2 separate regions of the Mus musculus genome follow, and region 2 is linked to region 1. The links are chromatin contacts, called in public promoter capture Hi-C maps. All regions are on one chromosome and are shown on one strand. Each heading gives the region's core, a stretch centred on a gene start, on an enhancer-like site or on the middle of the called end of the contact. The rest is flanking DNA. Distances are from core to core; before and after follow the strand shown. Region 1 holds the start of Mutyh (mutY DNA glycosylase). Region 2 holds the start of Ccdc24 (coiled-coil domain containing 24).

Region 1 (3,524 bases), core at 633-3,132:
CCCTTCCACAAAGGTCTTGTTTCTCGAGCCTTGTCACACACATGTCCCCCACCCCCCACCCCCCAGGCCTATGCAAGCAAGAAATAAACCACACGGGACTCGAACTCAAGGCCAGAGGAAGCTGGAGAGCTACCTTGTCATTGCCCTTATGGTAGGGGATACCCTGGGCGTACTGCCGGTTGAAGTTGAAGCCATGCTGTACCAGGAACTGCACAGACTTCGGTTCTATAACGTACTCCTCTATGCATAGCAGGGTGAGATTGAACACTTGAGCCAAGTAAGAATTTTCACCCTGAAAAACATGAGGATCTACTTTACCAAAAACTGGGAGGAAAAATTTCCACCATTAAGATCTCAACTCTCAGGCCCCATGCCTCCCTCAGACCTGGGATGAAGGTAATTCCTACCTTATCTGGTTGCTGCCTGAAGCAGGCGAGGCCCAGGGACAGGACAGAACGGGTCCTGGCAGCATGACACACGGCCTTGTAACGTTCCTCAATGCACCTTAGAGTTGGGTTTGGGCATGAGTTAGTTTCACAAAGAACCCAAACTACCAGGGCTGGCAGTCCCTAGCTTCTGGGTTGAGACCTACATATTTGTTAGAGCTGGGATCACAGGCAAGGCTTATACTTACTGGTTCAGCAAACTCTTCCTATCCCCGAGCCCACTCAGCTCCTATGGGTGGGTAAAGGAAGTGTGGTTATTTTCCACACCCATCACCAAACACTTCACAGCCACCTGCCCTCCCTTCCTCCCACTCCTCACCGTGTCCACAGCCACAAAGCTAGCTGTCTTTAAGGCTAGCAAGAGTGATGGCCATATCTCCTTGAAGTTGTCACTCTGCACGTCTACCACAGGAACCCGAACCACAAACTCCTCTGCAGGTTGTGTGTTTTTGTTGACACCACCTGGGGATAAGGGCGTTGATGGATTTAGATGGTTTCACAAGGTCCCTGTGGAGCAAACACCAAGCTAGATGTGGGCAAAGGGGTGCCCACTGACAAGCTTTCACTTAAAGATTTTACATCTACCAGCTCTAAACACAAGCTCTGAAATGGGCAGTGCCCTAAATTTGGAAAAAGGGCATCTGTGTCTTTTAGTGCCTTTATGTGGGACTGGGAAATCATTTCTTTTTTGCATCATGATCAGGAGAAAAGTGGACTAGATAACCTTTGAGGATTCTTTATCCTCCAGCCTGTAATCCCAGGACTAGGGAGCATTAGGCTGAAGGACCACGAGTTCAAGGCTAGCCTACAGAGCATGCTCCTATCTCAAACACAAACCGATCCCATAAAGCCACATATACATGATGCCTCAACAGCTACCGGAGTGCTCCAAAGTTAAACCCAAGCTCCACTTACTGTGGACGACTACGCACTCTGGTATTACCGACTGACAACCACCGGCTCCGTCCAAAACACACCACCCATCCCACCTCACTGCTCCACTCTACAACAGTTCGGGTTTTGCAGTTGCACGCGCTGCACACTGGGAGTTGTAGTCTAAGATAGCTGAGGCAAGAAGAACTACAGGCCTGTCTCCGAGCTACCGGGCCGAGGCTTTTCCCTCCCCAGGACCCCTTAGGCTTCTGTGGCCATCCCTGGGGAGCCGCTCACCGTCAGAGGGCGTTGGAACTGGAGGCACATCATCGTCACTGTCCGCGGCCATGACGCCCCTCGCCAGCCTTCTGGAGGTACGCAGAGACTTCCGCTTCGTCTCCAGAAGCGACACGGATCTAGGATGGGGCGGGGTCTCGGCGTCTGGGTCCCGTAGGGTCAACTTCCGTTCCGAGTGGTCGGGCGGGGTGCGGAGCGTGGGCCTTGCGCGCGCTGAGTGTCTATTGGCTGGACGGTCCTACTGACCGAAGCCACGCCCCCTTCGGGGTTTCTTGGGAGCGGCCGGTCGGAGACTGCGCAGGAGGTAATCTGTGCTTTCATTTGTGGTGGCGGGAACGTGGAATCTTAAAATTACAGCCGATCGTTTCACTTACACAAACTCAGGGTTGGCATGGGCAGCGCAGGCTTCTCGGCGCTGGGTTGGGGAAAGAATGCCTCCTGCGCTGAGCTAAAGCAAGCCTAGGAGTTCGGGAGAGAGGGGTGCACGGCCGAGTAAAGGGGTCCTGAGCATGGACACAAGTCCAGAAAGATAAGGAAGTGAGAGGGAAGCGTTCTACAGGACACAGGTAGATAAGTGGTAAAATGACCAGGAACGTTTTAAAGATAATTCACCCAAGTATTAATGTGCACTTGAGTTAAGGTTTTGGTAGGTCTTAATTTGACCTGTAGGTGGTAACAATGTCGGAATTCAGTCCCATCCTAGGAAGTGTTCTCTAGCTCCACCGACCTAGATTTCTCCTTATCTTAAAAGATAAAAGGCTTCAAACTTATCTTTAAAAATTCAGGCTGGGTGGGATGGTGCCTGACAATAATCTCATCCTTCAGGAGGCAGAGGCAGGCGGATCTCTGAGTTCAAGGCCAGCCTGGTGTACTGAGTGAGCTCCAGGGCTGCACAGAGAAACTCTCGTCTCTATAAAACAAAACAAAAAGCAATCTCCACACCTGGAGTGCTGGGTTATAGGTGTGCACAACCACTCTAGTTTGACTTTTTTTTTTTTTTTTTTTTTTGGTTTTTCGAGACAGGGTTTCTCTGTATAGTCCTGGCTGTCCTGGAACTCACTTTGTAGACCAGGCTGGCCTCAAACTCAGAAATCCACCTGCCTCTGCCTCCTGAGTGCTGGGATTAAAGGCGTGCGCCACCACGCCCGGCTAGTTTGACTTTTTAAAAAAGATTTGTAGTGGGCGATGGTGGCGCACGCCTTTAGCCCCAGCACTTTGGGAGGCAGAGGCAGGCGGATTAGGTGGGTTTCTGAGTTCGAGGCCAGCCTGGTCTACAAAGTGAGTTCCAGGACAGCCAGAACTACACAGAGAAACCCGTCTCCAAAAAACAAAAACAAAAAAGGTTTGTTACTATTTTTAATTCCGTGTATGATTTCTGCGTGGGTCCGTGTGTGTGAGTGCAGTCGGATCCCACCCTCCAACACAGATCTCACAGCCCTCTAATCCCCCTGGCCGTAGCCTAGGGCTGATATCACAGCTGGTTTATGAGCAGTCCAATATGGATGCTATGATCAAAACTCATGAGCCCCCACTGTGCAGCCACGTGGGATCCGGGATTGAACCCAGGACTTCATGTTCCCTAGACAGTCACTAACTGACCAACATCTCCACTCAAAAGTTGTGGGATTTTTTTTAACTTTTACTTTGTTTGTTTAATATATATGACTGCTTTCCTGTATATGTGCACAGGGTCCCTGTGTCCGTGTTTATTTGATATATATGAGTATTTTCTTGAATATATGTATGTGCACAGGGAGGGTCCCTGGTGCCCATGAGGCTAGAAGAAGGTGTTGGATCACCTGAAACTGGAGTTTCAGATGATTATGAGGTGCTGGAAATCCAACTAATTATCACTAACCACTGAACTATCTTCTCAACTCCCAGGCTTGTGGTTGGTTGGTTTATTTG
Region 2 (3,332 bases), core at 105-2,604, 1.1 Mb after region 1:
TGACAGTGAGGTCCCTGGGACAGGTGCTGACAGGTGAGGTTACCATCACCCTCTCTGTGTTGTTCATTCCAGCCCTTCAGGGAACAAATGCCACTTCTAGAGCCTTTTGTTTTTCTCAGGCAGGCCACCTAACAGTGCAAACAATAGCCCCAGAGCCCTGGCTTGCACCTGGTAGTTCTGCCACCTTCACTGTGTGACCTCAGGGAAATTGTCCTTTTGAGTGTTCATTCTGTCACCTGAAAAGCTGGGGACAATGCTCAGCTTATAGGATTGTGGGAGGATTTGAATAAGAAACTGGCACAGTATACTTGTGCACATGAGGACATTAATCCCTCTCTGTCCCCAGCTGAGCATGTCATTTGTCACCTCCTCCCAGCTCTTCCTGTACCTCCAGCCCAAGCCTTTGGTCTCATCTGCTAGGCCTGAAAATAACTGTTCACTGGACATGGCCTCCTGTTCTCCCTCCAGCCCCTGCCTACAAAACTCTCCATTTTATCTGCTTGGAAAACTACTCCCTTCCGCCAGGCTGGGCAGGTGTCCCCTTAAGGACTTCAGCCTTTATGTGCCGAGCCCTATCACAAGTGGCTATAACAGTGTCCAGCCCCAGTTGGGCAGAGTCTTCTGTTTTTACCTGGGCTCATCAGCTCTCATCGGGAGTTCCTGTTGTGTTGAGTCACACCTGGTATCCTCTAAGGCAAAGCGAAGGACCCTGGGACTATACTGGGCCCACATCTGGGTCTGGTCCCTGAAAGCATGTGCATGAAGGGACCTGAGGACCTCCTTTCAGGAAACACCAGGAAAGGTCACCCTGGCTCTTTATCAGGGGCAGCCCATCTGGTGTCCCGGCAAGGAGGCCATGGCTGAGAATCCCACCTGCCCTCACTGATAGCCTTAAGGCGGAGGCCTTGGAGTAACTGTCGGAGTTCTTGGCGAATGAGGTCCCTCAAGAGGGGGGGTGGTGCCAGTAGGGAGGGAGGGTCAGAGTTGGAAACTTGAGAAGACTGGATCTCTTGGAGCAGCGCCTTTAGCATCGCCACCTGTAAGGAGAGCTGGGGTACCTTGCCACTGGGGCAGAGGGGACGGGTTTAATGTGTGTTGGTTGAGGGTTGCCAAGGGATGGGAGGAGCTAAACAGAGAGCAAGGGCAGGCAGTGAGAACAAGGTGTTGGGGGGGGGGGGGGCGGTATCACCAAATAGGGTTAGGGACCTGGTGGTGGTAGGAAATCACTAGAGTTGTGATCACTAGGAATGTGGCCCACCCCCACCCACCGGACTCCCACCTCCTCTCGCAACTCCAGACTCAGGTCCACTGCTGCCTCCCCCAGAATCCTCTTCACTTCAGGCCGCTCCGGGAGTGGAACATGCTCCTCCACCAGCTCCCACAGTGCTGGGGAGTCCCCGGGCATGGCCTGCATGGGTCGCGGCCTCCTGATCAGATCTACAGGCCCGGAGGTCAGAGTGCTAGATTTCCTGGGAGACCGATGGTTGCTCTGGACCAGAGCCACGCCCACCAAGCCCTTCCGGCTGACATCGATACCCCGCCCCTTTCTGCCAAAGTCCCCACACCAGAATTGTGCTGTCTTTTGGTGGCCTACTATGAGCAGACCCTTCAGGGTGTGGGGTCCTTGCCTCTTCTGGGGGAAGCCTGGCTGTGGGAATCGGCCCTTAGCCCCTCCCCTCCTAAGAGTCGGTCACCTGGGAAACCATCCGTGCCCTGGGATCAGCCCTCGAAAGAGGCCCTGCCCCTGCCCGCAGTGGCTAAGCACCCTGTGCTTATCCCAGGGCACCTTTCTGCCTCTGAGGGAGAAGAGCTGAGAAATCTGGCCCCACTGGTCCGCTATTTCCTTATCCCTACTAGTTTGAAAGCAGTGTCAAGATAAAACTTTCTCCCTGTAACAGTGGAAGTGGCAGGGCTAGGAAATTTATTAAGTTACTAGAAGACCCTAGCCAGGTCACCTCCCACAACACAAACTAGCTTCGGGAATCCAGATCCCGTTCACAGACAGACAAGGGGGCTGCTCCGTTAACGTTTTTTACTAAAGCACCCACACAAGTTTCTGTGCAACATATAAACAGAGCAGGCCCTGGGGCTCCTGCCTCCTCTCTAAGGGAGGGAGGCCAGATCCATTGACTGATCCAGGCCCCACCTGTCCCTCATGCAAAGGTCAACCCCATGGTCCCAGGAAACAACACAGCACCCCTTCTGGTCCCCTCCTGGGGGTGCTCCTCAGTAGGTGGCTCACCAAAGCTTGCCCCCTACAATGTTGAATGAAAAAGGTTTCCCCTCCCCTGGAAGCATGAGGGGTCTCCAGATCTGAGGAATTCCCCCCTGGAAGAGACACTGCCCCCTAGTCAAACCTCCCACCTTTTCAGGCCCTAGGGGACTCGAGGGGAGTGGGGAAATTGAGGCACAGAGAGGTGGAGTGACCTAGCCCAGGCCACTCCGCGAGGCAGTGCAGGGGCTGGCCCAACCCTAAAAGTGAGGAGGTTTGGGCTGGGAAAAGTAGGACAGGAAGAGGGGTTGACCCCAGAGAGGGCCATAAGTGGGGCTTGCCCAAACGCCCCTCAAAGTGAATGCTGGAACTTCTAGGTGCAGCTGTCTATTAGACTCAGAAAACAGCTCACAGTCACAGTCTTGGGGACAACCCTTAGAGCAGCTGTCAGCCAGGCTGGAGGTCAGGCCTCTGGCAGGCAGCCTTCCATACTAGAAAAGCATGGAGGGCCTTGGTCCGTTAGTGTCAGCCTTGAGTGAGCCACGACATGGGCTGTCCAATGTCCACTGTGATGTTGGTGAAGAGCGGTTGCCGAGACACTTCCAAGACTCGGTACCGCACGGATCCAATGCCGTCCCACTTCATGCTCATCTTTGTGTTTTGAATCTTATTAAACCTAGAAAAGGAGACGAGTTCAGATCAAGGCTAACAGTCTCTGCTCAATCCTGAATCTCTATGGCAAAGGCCCGGGCCATCCTCTCCCTTCAGGGACAACTCGCCAGAAGCCCATTGCTCTTATATTTGCTCTCAAAATAAAGACCGCAGCCCCTTCAGTCAGAAAGCTTAACAACAACCTCTCCCTCACAGGTCTCTCCATTCAGACCTCCTCCCCCCACTGTATGTATGTATGCATGTATGTATGTATGCATGTATGTACGTACGTACGTACGTTTGTTTTTATTATGGGGGACATGAGTGGAGGTCAAAAGGGTGAAGCTGGGCCTTTCCTTCTACCTTTGCATGGGTTCTGGGGACTCCAGGCTTCCCTGTGAGCGCCTCTACTCACTGGACTCTCTTGCTGGCTCGTCTGTAGTATTTGAGGCATCCCACATGTACCCCC

Evidence for each region. Promoter capture Hi-C pulls out the DNA fragments that hold promoters and counts their contacts.
Region 2: a contact with region 1 is called in a promoter capture Hi-C map of embryonic stem cells. The contact joins the promoter of Ccdc24 here to the promoter of Mutyh in region 1. A contact is called at or near these places in 3 of 39 promoter capture datasets (embryonic stem cells, hippocampal neurons and liver) and 2 of 115 datasets of contacts at active chromatin or transcription factors (double positive thymocytes and large pre-B cells).

What each region holds. Positions count from the first base shown.
Region 1 is chr4:116,805,852-116,809,375 of GRCm38.p6, forward strand. It overlaps Mutyh (mutY DNA glycosylase), which reads left to right and starts at 1,883. Exons shown (of 16, transcript NM_133250.2): 1 at 1,883-1,920. Toe1 (target of EGR1, member 1 (nuclear)) reads right to left here and starts at 1,708. Exons shown (of 8, transcript NM_026654.2): 1 at 1,617-1,708; 2 at 766-908; 3 at 635-675; 4 at 408-504; 5 at 134-292. The coding sequence starts at 1,668.
Region 2 is chr4:117,871,116-117,874,447 of GRCm38.p6, forward strand. It overlaps Ccdc24 (coiled-coil domain containing 24), which reads right to left and starts at 1,355. Exons shown (of 8, transcript NM_001034876.1): 1 at 1,280-1,355; 2 at 874-1,065; 3 at 632-745; 4 at 1-74. The coding sequence starts at 1,031. B4galt2 (UDP-Gal:betaGlcNAc beta 1,4- galactosyltransferase, polypeptide 2) reads right to left here. Exons shown (of 8, transcript NM_017377.5): 8 at 1,885-2,888. The coding sequence ends at 2,738.